Regions from separate parts of the Mus musculus genome. Here all the other regions are linked to region 3. The links are chromatin contacts, called in public promoter capture Hi-C maps. All regions are on one chromosome and are shown on one strand. Each heading gives the region's core, a stretch centred on a gene start, on an enhancer-like site or on the middle of the called end of the contact. The rest is flanking DNA. Distances are from core to core; before and after follow the strand shown.

Region 1 (4,418 bases), core at 1,691-4,190, 1.3 Mb before region 3:
ATCACAATGTGTCACTTACTGGCTAGGTGGCTTTGTTTTCTTCCTCTCATCTTCAAATTAAGTAAGGTTGTATGGAGTGTTAGTTGCTGGTCATACATTCAATTCTCAAAACGTGTCAATGCTTAGCACAGTACTGTTACATATCAAAAGCTCCATGTCAGTATTACTTAGCAATCTTGCTTGACTTGTGCAGTTTCACTAGAAAATAACTTAGGATAAGATAGACACATATCTGAGGAGTGTGTGTGCGTGCGCACACACTTGCATGCACACACATTGGTGTGCGTGTGTGTGTGTGTGTGTGTGTGTGTGTGTGTGTGTGTGTATGTGTGTTTAGGTGGTAGACCTCGAGGCCTCAAATCACTAACCATTAAAGCCCACAGCCATTATTCAGTCTATGTGACAAATGAGATCCAGAAAGCTAGCCTAGACTTATTGGCCAGCAACCAGTGATAATCACTACTTCAAGTTCAGTATCTGCTTTATTTTTTATTTTTAGATTGCGTGATAATATCTTAGTATAGTCTTATATGACTTTCATCTGTTCATTCTTTATTAAAATAAATTACCAGATACCTAGTTTGTACTGGTCACTAATGTTGGTTCTGAGGAATTTCGGAGCAAATCAGACTGGGTTGTATTCTAAACATGTTGGGAGACTACTCGGCTTGGGGTGAGGTTTAATCTGAATGCAACTCGAGAAGAAATCACCTGGTGCTGGAGAGATGACTTTGTGGTTAAGAGCATTTAACTGACTGCCCCTCCAGAGGAACCAGGTTCAATTCTCAGCACCCACATGGTAGTTTACAACTGTCTACAACTCTAGGTCCAGGGGATCCAATACCCCCACATAGACATACATGCAGGTAAAATACCAGCGTACATAAAATAAAAGTAAATCCATTATGAAAAAGAAGAATCACCCTGACTGCTCTTTGGAGAGTTTCTTCAAAGGAGACAAACGAGAGTCAGGGCAAGTGGACAGGAGCCCAGTGAAAAGTGACACTGACAGCAGGAAAAGAGCTAAGTGACAGGATTTGCAACACACCTGTGTGCTAAACTTCCAAACAATGCCCACAGTGAGCAAGGACTGCCAGTCTCCATCGCAGCCTCTCACCCTTGCACTTACTGCCGCTCTTCCTTGCCGAACCCATTAACAGGTTAGGGTGGATGGAGAACCGACTTCTGCCTGGGCCTCTTGTAAGTGGTTTATGCATCTGTAAAATGAGTGACTATGTCCCCAAATCTGCATTCATTTGCCCCTTCATCCCAGCCTAATATTCTTTTCCTGATGCTGAATTAGCAGTGAGTGAGAACCCCTTGGAACAAACGGTTCCACAATGGATCTCTGGCAGAAGTTTAAGATGACAACGAAACAAGAAAATAAGATTAGTGAAGGTAAGTCTTCCATTCTTGTTTAGTTCTTTAGTGCCAGTTTCCAGGACCAGAAGGGCCTCCTGTCTGTTTGTTTTGTCTCTGACTCTGTCTGTTTCTGTCTCTCTGTCTGTCTCTCTGTCCATCTTTTTCTGTCTCTCTCATCTGTCTGCCTGTCTGTCTGTCTATCTCTGTCTTTCCCTCCATTCTCTCATTTCAAGCAGAAAGCCAGCAGAGGGCACTGGTAACCCTGAACATGCAAGATATCTGGTGGAAAGTTCCCTGCAGAAGGGCAGCCCAGTGTTAAGACAGAGGGGGGCGGGGGTAGGGGAGGCTAGAGAAGTATAGGCTTCGTACTTTCATGTCCGTATTTTGTAAGTCTATTAAAAATTGGGAGAACCTTCTCTATCTCTCCTTTAAAATGCTTGAGAGTGGCTTCCCCAAAATATGATAGAATAGCATTGAAATACTTCAAGCAGAGTGAAGATGATTAACACTATATTATTCTGCAATTTTTAAATCATTTTATTTGACTCAAAATGTTTGCACTCATGTGGGTAGGATTCAGTTAGAAAATTGAAGTATGCTTTGCCCATTGAGAAATGGTGTATGCGTGTGTTTCCAAGTTTTAAAACCTATTCCAAAGCAGTTATATCCATCAGGAGTGTATAAAATACCTGCAAGTGGCAAGTATAATTACTTGTGCCTGTTGTTAAAAATTGAAGTTGATGTAGTTTTTAAGTTGGAATTTCTACCAATGTGTAACCACCACTTATGTGTGTATGTATATGTGACTACTATATTTATATGTGAGTCATGTAAAATATATCACACACATATTTATATTTTTCCAGAATCTGTCTTTGTGATGCTGCAGAAACTTTCCTAGTGGTTAGTGCTGCTGTGCAGTGGTCTCTTACCTAGATGGACCTATTTTTCCACGGCACCCAAACCTGCATGGCGCTGAGCTAGTTCCTTTAGAATGACTGCCCAATGCTCAGGTATGCCAAAGCTTTCAGGACTTCGCTTGTTAATGCCACAAAAAAGAAAAAAAAATTCATGCACACATGCTTGGAAGCTCTTGTCTGAAAGACCATGGATGTCTTTACTTCCAATTAGACAGTCACTAGGCAGCAAATACAGCATATGACTTATATTGAAGGGCTATGGGCTGCCTGTATCAACTGCTAGAACAGCTAACCTCAGCAACAGTCATCAAAGCTTTAATATAAGAAAACTATATGTGCAAAGACACGTGCGAAGCTCACTTTGAATGTGTTACAGACTCCAGTACTCAGGACAGTTGGCACAGATGGCCAGCCTGACATCAGACTGCTCCTTTTTTTTTTTTTTTTTTTTAAACCGTGACCAGTTCTGGAGAGTGCTGGACTAGAGACTCTGTCATTTCTGACAACAGGAGAACCAGAGACCCAGTGACATTCAAGTTTTGGCATTTTCCAATTTCTTTTTGGATGATTTAACGACCAAAACTGCTGCAACCTACACATTTTGCTTGTCTTCCTTCCTCCACGATGGAGCTAGGATAGGATATGGCTGTTCGTGGCTTTCTGCCTCTGGATGGCAGTAACTCCTGCTTGAATGTTCATGACCCTTAACTGTAATGTCTTAAAGTAAGGACTTCCCATCCTTTGTTAGTTTTCTGTCCAAAGAAAACACGAAATTTGCTTGGTCTGAAACACACACACACACACACACACTCCAAACAAGGAGTCTGTTTAATGTTAAAAAACCGATACCACCAATCCCAGGCTAGAAAGAAAATGAGGACTCAGGGAGCTAACCTAAAAAAACAAAAAAACTGAAAACCTGGCATTTGGATATTTCCATATGTTTATATGTGATTCATTTTCCTTCTTACATAAATTAACAAATGCTGCCGAGCCAAGCGTATTTTTTTTCCCTCAAGACAACGAGGCTCTGCAAAGCTCTAGGAATATATCCAGGCTTTGGGAATAAGCATGTCTACCACTAAAATTATGTGCTCTGATTAATATAGTCCATCTGGATTTTCTGACTGAGGCTTTTCATAGACACAAAGAATTAAAGAGCTTAAACATTAAATACAGAGCAGTGCACACATGGTAAATGTGGTTCTCTAACCTCCCCATGCTGTGGCTACTGCAGTACCGTGAACCGACATCTGGATAGGGCTGTGGGCTGTAATTTATTGTCCTGTAATATTTTCCCGGTCCTCCTCTTGCATGTTCTTTTAAACCTGCTGTTTCTTTTCTTTGGTTCTCTGTCCTAGCCTCACATGCTCCTGTAATGTTTACCTCCTACAGTGAACTAGGACTGAAAGCTCTTCCAACCTCCATTGCCAGCTCTGGGCCTTTGCACAGACGTGTTAGAGAGGGGTTTGTGGGAATCCCTAGCTCCAGCTTGTGGAACCTTTAGACAGGCATGGCTTTCTTATTGGGAAAAGAGGATGGGTTAGTGTGAGAAAAAGAAATCTACTCTTGAGTATTCTTTTTTTTATTTTATGTTTTAAAGTTCTTTTGAGTACTTACTAAAAAGTAATAGATTATGACCCAAACCTACCACCCGAACTTCAGTCCTGGAAATCTCACTCAGTCTTGGTATCTAACTGAGGTGGTGTAAGCTCTTAACGGCTTCATAGTGACCACTCTTGAGTCTTTGGTGATTTGGAGGGTTTACTGCATACTCATGCATTTCATTCTTTCCTAATCTGAAAAGGGAATGTGAATCCTATGGCTTCTAAATGATAGATTAAAAATATACATATTTTTCCTGCAATGATTTTTTTTTGATGCCACATGAAATGGTTTCTGTAAGTATGAGCGAGTATGATTATTGGGTTTCTTGGGACAATAGTAGAGAATCTACAGAAATACCTGGGGCACAATAAAGCCCCAAATGTATAGTCTACATAGCAAAACCAAGGGGAAGACAGAAAGTCATTGACTCCAATAGTGATAAAAGCAAAGAGGGATTCTGGGATACAATCCTTCAAATCTAGGGTCAGGTCACCAAAAATCAGTCTAAGAATTTAGCTAGCTCAAAAC
Region 2 (4,836 bases), core at 171-2,670, 1.9 Mb before region 3:
CACTATTGCCTTCCTGTAATCCAGTGTTAGTTACATTGTTTTTGTCATGGCTGCTCCAGTTTAACAGGATAAAATATCAGAAGCCTGGCAAGCTGTCACATGTCTATAATTCCATATAGGAAGTGGAGGCAGGAAGATTTAGAATTCAAAGTCAGCCTGAACGGTCCCAGAAAACAAAACAAGACGAAATAAACAAACAGAACACCAGTAACAATCAAGCTCCTTGTGTGCCTGGTCCTAGTTTCGTTTTCTGCTGTCCCTACTTCTCAGAGCCCATGTGAAGGGTTATATTATAAATCCTTGTAAAGATGTTATAGCTGGGCAGTGGTGGCACACACCTTTAATCCCAGCACTTGGGGGGCAGAGGCAGGTGGATCTCTGAGTTCGAGGCCAGCCTGGTCTACAAAGTGAGTTCCAGGACAGTCAGGACTATACAGAGAAACCCTGTTTCAAAAAAGCAAATAACAACAACAAAAAGATATTATAGTTATTTAAATGCACTTATAGTCAATACGTTGTTAAATAAGTTTGAATGTGTGTGTGTGTGTCCCCTCTCTTCTGAGACTGGACTTCAAGTCGTCCAGCTGGCCTTGAAATTCTGAACCTCCTGTGTCTATTTCCCAAGGGCTGGATTACAGGCATGCACTACCACACCTGGCTCTTTTAACATTGTTAAGATTTATCGCGTGTCTCTATGTGTATGTGCATATGTGCACATGCACTGCTGTTATTTGGTTCATAGTATAATCTATGTTATTTATTAGTCCATGCATCAGCAGATATGTGATTACTTGCATTTCACTACTGAGAGCAAAGCTTGTGTTAGTTTTACATGTGTGGATTTGCACAGTAATTTACATGGCTATTTAGGTGCAGAATTGCTCATCCTGAATATGCACGATTTAACTTTTAAGAGTTATTCATTCGTTTGTTTGCCGTTGAGTATAGGTCTCCCTGTGTCCTGAAACTCCCTCTGTAGACCAGGCTGGCCTCAGACTCCCAGAGAACCTGTGTCTACTTCTGAGCGCTGGGAATGAAGGTGAGCCCCTGCCATACCTGGCTGTCAATCCTTGCTCTCTAGTGTTTGAAACCAGTTCTCCGAAGAGTGCAGCTCTTTGGCAGACATTAGCTTTGCCAGTTCCCTAGTAGCAAATGATTTCTCTTGGGCTGTTTTTGTCTTGTTCCCTCTGATTCTGTTTGGTTACTGGGCCAATACTTTCTAGGTCCGGAACTGCTCGGTGCTGTCCTGGCTACACAGCCAGGACCAGCACGCCCCACTTTCTCCCTGGTCTACACTGTGCCAGCCCCTTTGTAAGCCTTCCTTTTCACCTCATCTCTCCACGGCCAGCCGGACCAGAAGGAGCAACCCGCTATTTCCCTAAACCCAGCTCTAACTTTTTGCCTCAGCAACTTGATCTGTGTTTCTGCATCCCTTTATTGATTCAATAAATATTTATTGAGCCCTGAACTTCCGGCCAGGTGCTGGGAGTGTAAGGGCAAACAGGAAAGACAATATCTCCCTGTTTGTGGGGTTTACAGATTTTACCTGCACGTGGAGATGGGTAGGAAAGACACCTATCCAAAAAAAAAAAAAAAAGACAGCTTTGCATAGTTCTAAGTATTACAAAGTAAACTGTCATATCGATGTGAGCTAGTGGGTAGGTTAGTAGTGGCAGAGGGTGTGAACAAGTTCAGGTGGGAACAGAAAGACTGGGCTCAAGGAAGGCCTTGCAGGGATTATATCTGTCCAGAGAGCTGCGGTGAGAAACTCATTCACACCACAAGTGTTTCTGAGCCCGAGCAAGTGCAGATGCCTCCCTCGGAATGGCCTCAGTGTGCTGGAGAACAGAGCGGCCCTTGTGGCTGGGTGGTCAGCAGGGAGAGAGGTGCAGGCGCGGAGACCAGAGGCGAACTCAGCCATACGGCTAGGCTTGCTGCTGCTGTTCCCTTGTGCAGCACATTGGTCCTGTGAGGCAGGCGCTCTTCGCAGTCACGTGGGAGAGGCGCCTGCGTCGATCGGAAGCACTTAGCATAGCACTTTGGGATCTTGGCCTTTCTAGGAGCCAGCTTGCTTTCATCTTACTGTTTTGATTGTGCCTCACAAGGGACAACACTCCGATTGTCTAGGAGGAGGAAGGTCAGGGACAGAAAAGTAAAAGCCAGGAGCAGCCTGTCCTGTCTGCCTGGGCTGCTGGGGAATGATTGTCAGTGAATCGAGTTGTCTGTGGAGCCCCTGAGCAAATTCTCCCAGTGGCAGGTAAGACAAACTGACTTAGAACTGTAAGACCAGCGAGGGCTTTTTCCCTTTCAGCCCAGTTTGTGGGCTGTCACCTGACATGTCCCCCATCTTATGGAGATATTCAATGTTCTGCTCACTCGGAGTTTTCAGGTTGCTCCTTTAATGCTGGCATCTGTCAAACCCAGAGTCTCACTCTTAACAAGGAAGTACTGTACCCCTGAGCTGTCCAGCCCTGAGTCTTCGCGGTTTGTGAAGCCGTGCTATGTTATCTACAATGGAGACTTTACTCCAGATAGACCAGCTCCCGAAGGTGTTGCTGCTTGCTAGAGGCTGAGGCACTGTGGGGTGATTTCTTCTCCCCATGATAGCTTTTGAGTGGTGTATTTGCAGATCAAAACAAACAAAACCAAACCAGAACCGTGTCATCCATGACATCCTTTGTCCCCAGTCACTGACTGACTCCATTTTGCTTAAGTCTCTATGAAGCATCCACCCTGGAAGTAATATTACAACACTGCTAATATGTCCGGGCAATATTCCTGGGTGGACTTGTTTGGTCTACATATTTTTCATAAACAAGACAGTCTATGAGCTCAGGTTCTATCTGTGCCTGGCCTGCCTGGGCCAAAGGCTCTTTCTCCAGCTTTACTAACTGTTTAGCAAGTAGCTCAGCAGCTATAGTTTGGCTATGGTATTTCTAAGGTCGGGATAATGATAATACCTGCCTCATTGGGTGCTGAGGATTAAATAGGATACACACTTAAAAGGCTCACCTGAGCCTTGCACTTACAGAGCCCTCGGTTAAAGGTCTCGTAATTTCAGGTGTCGGGCTCAAATGTTGCCTGACTCCTAAGAGCTGGTGTGGGGTAAGATACCCCTGGGTATTCAGCGTCTCTCCTTCTCCCATGGGTGTTTTCCAGCGCTCAGTCTGTGGGACTTATTGACTAGTTCTTTCCCCCATGACAACGTGAACTCTCCGTGGATGGTCTTTTTATTCCGGTTTCAGGCCCCAAGGTTGCGCCTGGCATGCAATTGGCTTTGTTGAATGCCTCTCCGCTCCCAGCAACCTTGAGCTAGAGCATTCATTCTGGACAAAGCAATCACCCCTCCGCTTCTTCCCCTGGTTGTGCCCCATGGATTGGCGTTCCCTGTAATTCCATCTCCTGGGCTTCAGATGCCACCCTAAGCACAACTCTAGGGGGTGGGGGAAAACGGTAGTTCCTCCTCCTGTGCCCCAAGACGGACTGGTGAAGTGGGCCCTCGCCCAGTCTTCACCTACCCACTTAGAAACCTGAGAGCTAGCCTGTGGTCTCTGCCTACCACCATGTTGTCAGACTGCCTGATCCTGTTCAAGAATTTTGTACCCAGGAGCCTGGCCTCACTTTGTTTACACAGTGGCCCAGAGGGCAGATTCCTTCCATATAAAATAAACAAGGTGAAGTTTTAAAGAAGTTAGGGACTTGCCCAACAGCCCAGCAACCCACCTGCCTCCAAAGCTCCCAGAAGCAGGCCTCAGTTTGGTGTTAGTCTGGGATCTGTCCATCCTCTGCCCTGGGGTAGCGTTATCTTTCTAAATCCACATCCAGTCCTGAGGCCCTTCTGCATGAAGGCAGGGCAGCCTTGCTTGGTTCCTTTTAAGCCCTGTGTAGTATGCTGTATGCAGTTAGGTCTCCTCCTGGTCCCTACCTCCATCCACTGGTCCACATCCCCAGCAGCACATAAGCCCTTGCAGTCTTTTGTTAGAAGACTCTTCACACACTACCACAGACCCAGAATGCCCTGCTCTCCGCTTAGTGGAATCTTTTTGGTCCTTCCACGCTCTGCTTTATGAGCCACATCCTCTGTGGCGGCCTTCAAAGAGTGCCCGCCTTAGACTGCCACTCCCACTGGGGTTCCTCTGAGCTCTAATTCAAGTGAAAAGTTTCTGAGTCTGAAGCGGAGATGTGAAGATCTAGCCAGTAGATGATGGGATATCTATCGGATTAAGCAAATTCTAGAAGATGCCCCTTGCCCCTCCCCCACTGTACTGTGAAGCTCAGGGCAAGACTTTCTAAAAGTCTTCTGCCTACACCTGACATGCTGTCCAGTGTGCACAGTTATATGTTGACTGTATGAAGATGGTGAAGGCTTTTCTGTAGTTGGTAAGGGTTTTTTAATTTAATTTAATTTATTGTTATTAATTTTTTATTGAGGCAAGTTCTTATGTATCCCAGGTTGGACTTGAACTGGCACTGTTGCTGGGGATGATCGTGATGATGGTCCTTCTGTCTCTGTCTCCCAAGTGCTGGGATTACAGGTATATGCCAACACACCTGGTTTATTTAGTGCGGAGAATTTAACCCAGGGCCTCCTGGATGCTAGTTTAAGTCCTGCCTCCCCCTGCCTCAAATGGCTTTTCTCAAAAGACCGCCCAGAGTCAGCAGGTGAGCACCAGGCTTCCTCTTTCTGTTTTCCCTCCTGGACGCTTCTCTCAGCCTCTGGATCCTTATCTCCGATGGGGATAATAGTGGCTTCTTGCAGGGGCCTGGCTGCTGAGAAGATTACGGGAGTGAACTGAATGAAGGAAGTTGTTAGCAAACACAGGTCTGCCTGAGGAG
Region 3 (5,012 bases), core at 1,643-4,142:
GCAAAGTAAAACCCTATGTCAAGAAAAAGAAAATGTTTTAACTGTAAATTGTAAATTGTAAAATTATGTACCACAAATGCATATACTTGGGTACAATTATATAACCAATGTTATATCAGCTATAATCTCCACAAATAAATTGTAGGAGGAAGAATTAAAATGGAACAACTTCAAAAGTATAAAGAGGTGGTTCTTTGAAAAACGTTGCAGTATTTGTAGAATTACAAATAAAGCAATTCGGAGTAAATAATAAACCACCATGTCATACAGTTCTAAACTATAAATTCCACACACCTTCTGAACTAAAGTAAGTTTGCTACTGCACTGTGGTTTAGCTTGTAAAGTAAAAGGTCTGCCCACACACTAATCAAATATTTGAAAAGAAAAGGTGAAAATGAGAACAGCTACCCTAAAAATTCTTATAATAATAAAATTGACTTTAAAAAAATTTCACTGGAATTTTACTTTATTTTAGTTTTAGCAAATGCTCAATACTTAATGTTTGTAGTCAGCCAGGGCTGAGAGCCACCAACTGCAGTCACCAGAAGCCTGGGACTGAGAGGGGAGTCCTGGCAGTACTTGTCTTTCCGGAGTGTAATTGCTCTGCACTTCAGCGTGTTGGAAACGGGAATGCTGGATTTTAATTTAGTAAGGAAAGACATGTCCGCAGCCTCTGCTCCCCTCCTCCACGAGTTCGGCCACCGGAACAGATGATTTCTTCTGTTTTACTAGGCTGGAGAGAAACTAAGTGTCCAGCGAAGAAAGTGTTTGTGGGAAAGGAATGGCGGGAGACAGGTATTATCCAGATAAACTTCAAATTACAAAATAGGTCTGTTTGTCTGAAAATGCAGTCTTGTCAATTTAAGCTAATGATTGTCTTAACCGTATTAAAATTGCCAAGCTGCCATAAATGTGTCTAATGAGATTTCTTCTGGTAGTTCTTGGTTTTCAGTTTCAGGCGATCTCGGGCAAAAGCCCCAGTCAGTCACGGACTATATTTAATTTGCTGACCAGGTTCGTTTCTTATCTCCTATGGTTTCGGTGGAAGCGGTGACTTCAACCTGAGCCCGAATCTTGAAAGTCAGCACAGGGCTCAAAGAAAACCAGAGCTCCCTCCCTCTATTTTTTAATGCAGTAATTTCACAAGACTGAGCCTCTCAACCCTTCTTTCCACCGGCCCACATCCTCAGACAAACTTGGCCTCCCTCGCCTAGCTCAGGGCAGCGGTAGGAAGTACCCGCCCTCCTGAGCTGGGGCCGGGTGTCCTCGCCGTTCACTGGCTGCAATGGCTGTCAGTGCCCTCAAGGGCGGGGACTCCCACCTTACTGTGGAATCTGAGGACTGCATGGTCACTGGGTCCAGATTCCCCTCCACTCCGCCCCAGAGTCTGTCCCTTCTGCACTTTCTCCAAAGGCCCTCCTCTCATCATCCATTTTTCTGACCCTCTAAGAAGTAAAGTTTCCCTCCACACGCCCCTACCCCTCGCCAGCCGAAGCAGAAGATGCAACGGTTTGGGATGTAAAGCAAATTATGGTCCGGGTCTCTCGGAGTGGTGGCAGATAGCTGTGAAGATGAAATAACTGCTTAGGTTGCATGTTAGTTCAATAAAGTGCACTGGCCATCACGAAATACTGCAGCCATGAATACTAGTGAGAAATGCTACAAAGCACTGCAGGCTTTATCTTTTATTCATCATTTTCAGAGTTTGTCCGGTTGTCCCAAACTATAAATTTTTGAGTATGAGTACTAAACCTTTCTTGGATCACATCAACATCCCATCGTCTAGAAGAGAACAGATTTATAATAAGCTTATTCGGAACATTATTCTGTAAAGCAACTCTATCAAAGCACACCGTCATGAACGTCAGTTCCTCCCGGGAACTGCAGATTCCTTGGAGGAGAAACTAAAGAGTGGTCCTAATAATGCTCTATAAACTGCGGGCATTGAATCCAATTACAACCTTTAAAGTTAGTAATCTCAAAAAGAAAAAAAAGTCCTTTACATCTCTAGATTGTTTTTGCTATATTCAGTTCCATCACCAGAATTGTAAAGGGCACAAAACATATCTTACTTTAAAGTAAATATATTCTTAGTGTTTAGCGCGGGCAAAGACTTAGGCTATTCGAGTATAGTATGTGAGTCAATAAATGTATCTCTTGTGGGTCTTCCAAGGCCTCTAGCACCAGGCGGAGGCTATCGACATTGCTTAGCAGCATCTTCCACGGCCTAACTTCACCTTCGCCCCACTGGGACTCAGCTCATACTTTGCTGCATCCCAGCCCTGGATCGGTTTCAATCGGACCTCGACCTGACTACCCCACCACTCACGCTCGACTGACTCCCCGGTCCGTGAACTTCACTTTTCTAAACTGGGCTGCAGCCGAATCGGTTGAGCCAATCCTCGAGCTGTAAATAGCCAAGGTGACCAATGAGCTCAGCCCGGAGGCGGGTCTTCGCTGGAGTTCCTCCTGTCGGAGCCCGGAGACCTGTTGCCGCCACCACCACCGTCGTGGAGCTTCCTGGGGTCGAAGCGCCCGGACTCTGAGCTCCTGCAGCCAGCGGCCTGCACCACGCTCCGCCAGTTGCAGGCGTCCCGGGCGGTCCTCGGAGGCACGAGAGCCCGAGGCCCCACGCGGCCCGCCCGCTCCCCGCACCGGCCCCACCCGGCCGGGCCGTACATACTCACCGGGGCGCCGGGGCAGCTCGGTCTACGCGGGCTGCAGGGCTGCGGGATCCGGGGCCGATCGCCTCTCCCCGCGCCACTGCAGGCGCCGGCTCCCACCCTGCTCGGCCCGCGCTTCCCACTGCGAGGTTAGCGGCGGCCCATCCTCCCGGCTCCGCTCCTCCTCCGGCGGCCGCGGCTGTCAGGAGGGTAAACATCCCGGCATCCCCGAGGAGAGGGCGGGCCGCCGCAGGCCCCTCCCCGCGCCCGCACCCTGCTCCGGAGCCCACGCTACCACTTTCCCGAGAACTGGGGTGTGCCTCGCTTACGGCGGTCGACCCCTGCCTCCAGATCGGAGTTTTTTGATCCCACTTACCAAGTAGTTTAAGCTGCCTCTACATGGTGTCAGTGCAGGCAAACGAGAGTTTTCCCGGAGTCTGGCTAAGCAAATCTAGACTTTAGCGTCCCAGTTTTAAGAAAGCTTTTCAGGACCCTTCCGAAAGTTGAACTAGTTGGTAGGTATGCAGAATCTTTGGGATACAGGCACACTCACAAAGTGGCATTACAAAAATATTACATTAGATAAATTCGTTTACACGTCACATATTTGCAATATGGGTCTCTCCCTAGTACATGGAGCTTTTCAAAAGCAAAGCTTTGATTCCTACTGTTCCACTAACCAGATTTGAACGAATGGAGCGAACAGCTAGGAGGCAGTGTAGAGTCTGTCATACCTAGATGCTAATCATTCAGTGGCCAGTCGCTTAACTTATCGTGGTCTTTCTTGGAAGTCAGCCTTAACGCCTCTCCTTAGAAACAGACGATGACATACAACAGCGTGCTTGAGCACAGATCTTAACCATTTGATATCAGTAGGCCTTTTTCTGGTTTCGTTCCCCTGCCAAGGGAATAGAGCCAAAAAACAACAACAAGAAAAAGCGGTATTATAGCTCAAATGGATTAAAACAATAGAAGCAAGATTTAGAAAGTTTGGGCCAGCAAGATGACTCAGGAGTTTGATTCCCAGGACCCACAAATTGTTTTCTGACATCCGTACTGCAATGTGACACACACACGAATGCAAGTATGTGAAATATAATTAGAAAAGAATGCAAACGTTAATTTTAGTAAGAAAATTAAATTTCAAGAGGTGACGTTGGGGCAAGTGCTTAATCGGTACAGATTTGCCAGGTGGAGTTCTACAATCAGCTACGTGCAAGAGCCCTGCTCTCATAAAACTTAGCTTCAGTGAGGAAGTCCAAATTACCTAATGTCTTTTATATCTATTTCATAGAGAAACAAAGCTCGGGGTGTGAGTGCTCCTTTAAACATGTTTATCAGGGAAAGTCACTTGGAATTTGAGCAGAGACCTGAAGATGTGAGAAAAGGAGCCATGTGACTGTCAGGAAGTAGACTGTTTTACCCAGGAAATGCAAGGTTACCCTGTCAGGCATGGGTTCGCCATGTTGGAGAAACAGCCAGTAAGCCTATGCAGGTAGGATCCAACTTAGTGAGCAAGGGAGAGAGGCTGGTGGAGTAAGAAAGGGTGAACTATCAGATGTGGAACTTCGAACTCTTAATTTTTATTCTGAATGAAATGGAAATTCATTGCAGGTGTAAGTTGAGAGACAACAGAGCTGTGAAGAATAAAGTGGAGGGTGAAGAAACTGGAAGTTTAAAAGGAAACATAATGGTATCTGTAACACATTCTGATCAGGCTTAGACCAGAATGCTAGCAAAACCAGACAGACCCCAGATACATTTCCATGATAGAGCCAACAAGGTTTTCTGCTGCATTGAATGTGCTATATGAGAGGAAGCTAGGATGAAGCCAATAAGTTGGCATTTGGCCTATATCATAGGTCACATCACACCAAATCAGCCACAGTGGTACTCCATGCATAGGCATAACTTTAGGAAAAACTAAAAGACCCGAGGTACCAGACGATGGATCAGAGCTTGTTCTTATTCGCTTTGCTATTACCAGTTTAGAAAATGTAGATTGATAGGTACCCCGATTTAAGCACACTGCCAATTTATCTACACGCTGAATAGTCTGTACAAGCTATACTTACAAGCAAACACTGCTAAGCAAACACTATACTTACCGAACACTGAGTGAGGGTCAAATTGGGCAAAAGTCAGCTCATACATGCTTAGTGGCTGCAAAGCCTTTATCTAGAAAGAATGCTTTTGGTGTTATATGATGTCCAAAGTATTAAACTTACGTAATAATGTGTCCTATTTTTTTCTACTTGTAAAGGCTTCATGGCTACAGATAAATAGTATACAGTGTTGCAAAGACTGGGAAGAGGGTCAAAACAGAAGACACTATATATACTTTTTCTT

The links. Promoter capture Hi-C pulls out the DNA fragments that hold promoters and counts their contacts.
Region 1: a contact with region 3 is called in a promoter capture Hi-C map of pre-B cells, with 2.8 times the contacts expected there. The contact joins the enhancer-like site here to the promoter of Nek7 in region 3. A contact is called at or near these places in 4 of 39 promoter capture datasets (the C10 cell line, hippocampal neurons, liver and 1 more) and 1 of 115 datasets of contacts at active chromatin or transcription factors (astrocytes).
Region 2: a contact with region 3 is called in a promoter capture Hi-C map of liver, with 2.8 times the contacts expected there. The contact joins the enhancer-like site here to the promoter of Nek7 in region 3.

What each region holds. Positions count from the first base shown.
Region 1 is chr1:137,329,196-137,333,613 of GRCm38.p6, forward strand. No RefSeq gene overlaps it. Among named protein-coding and RNA genes, the nearest start is that of Gm34244, 22 kb to the right of the region's middle. Within about 2 kb of position 2,941, at least 51 of the 459 cell types and tissues checked have an H3K27ac peak or open chromatin away from gene starts, as enhancers often do. A contact at or near this core is called in pre-B cells, where this site is marked.
Region 2 is chr1:136,668,676-136,673,511 of GRCm38.p6, forward strand. It overlaps Gm41958. Among named protein-coding and RNA genes, the nearest start is that of Gm34056, 8.4 kb to the left of the region's middle. Within about 2 kb of position 1,421, at least 69 of the 459 cell types and tissues checked have an H3K27ac peak or open chromatin away from gene starts, as enhancers often do. A contact at or near this core is called in liver, where this site is marked.
Region 3 is chr1:138,616,865-138,621,876 of GRCm38.p6, forward strand. Nek7 (NIMA (never in mitosis gene a)-related expressed kinase 7) reads right to left here and starts at 2,893. Exons shown (of 10, transcript NM_021605.4): 1 at 2,688-2,893.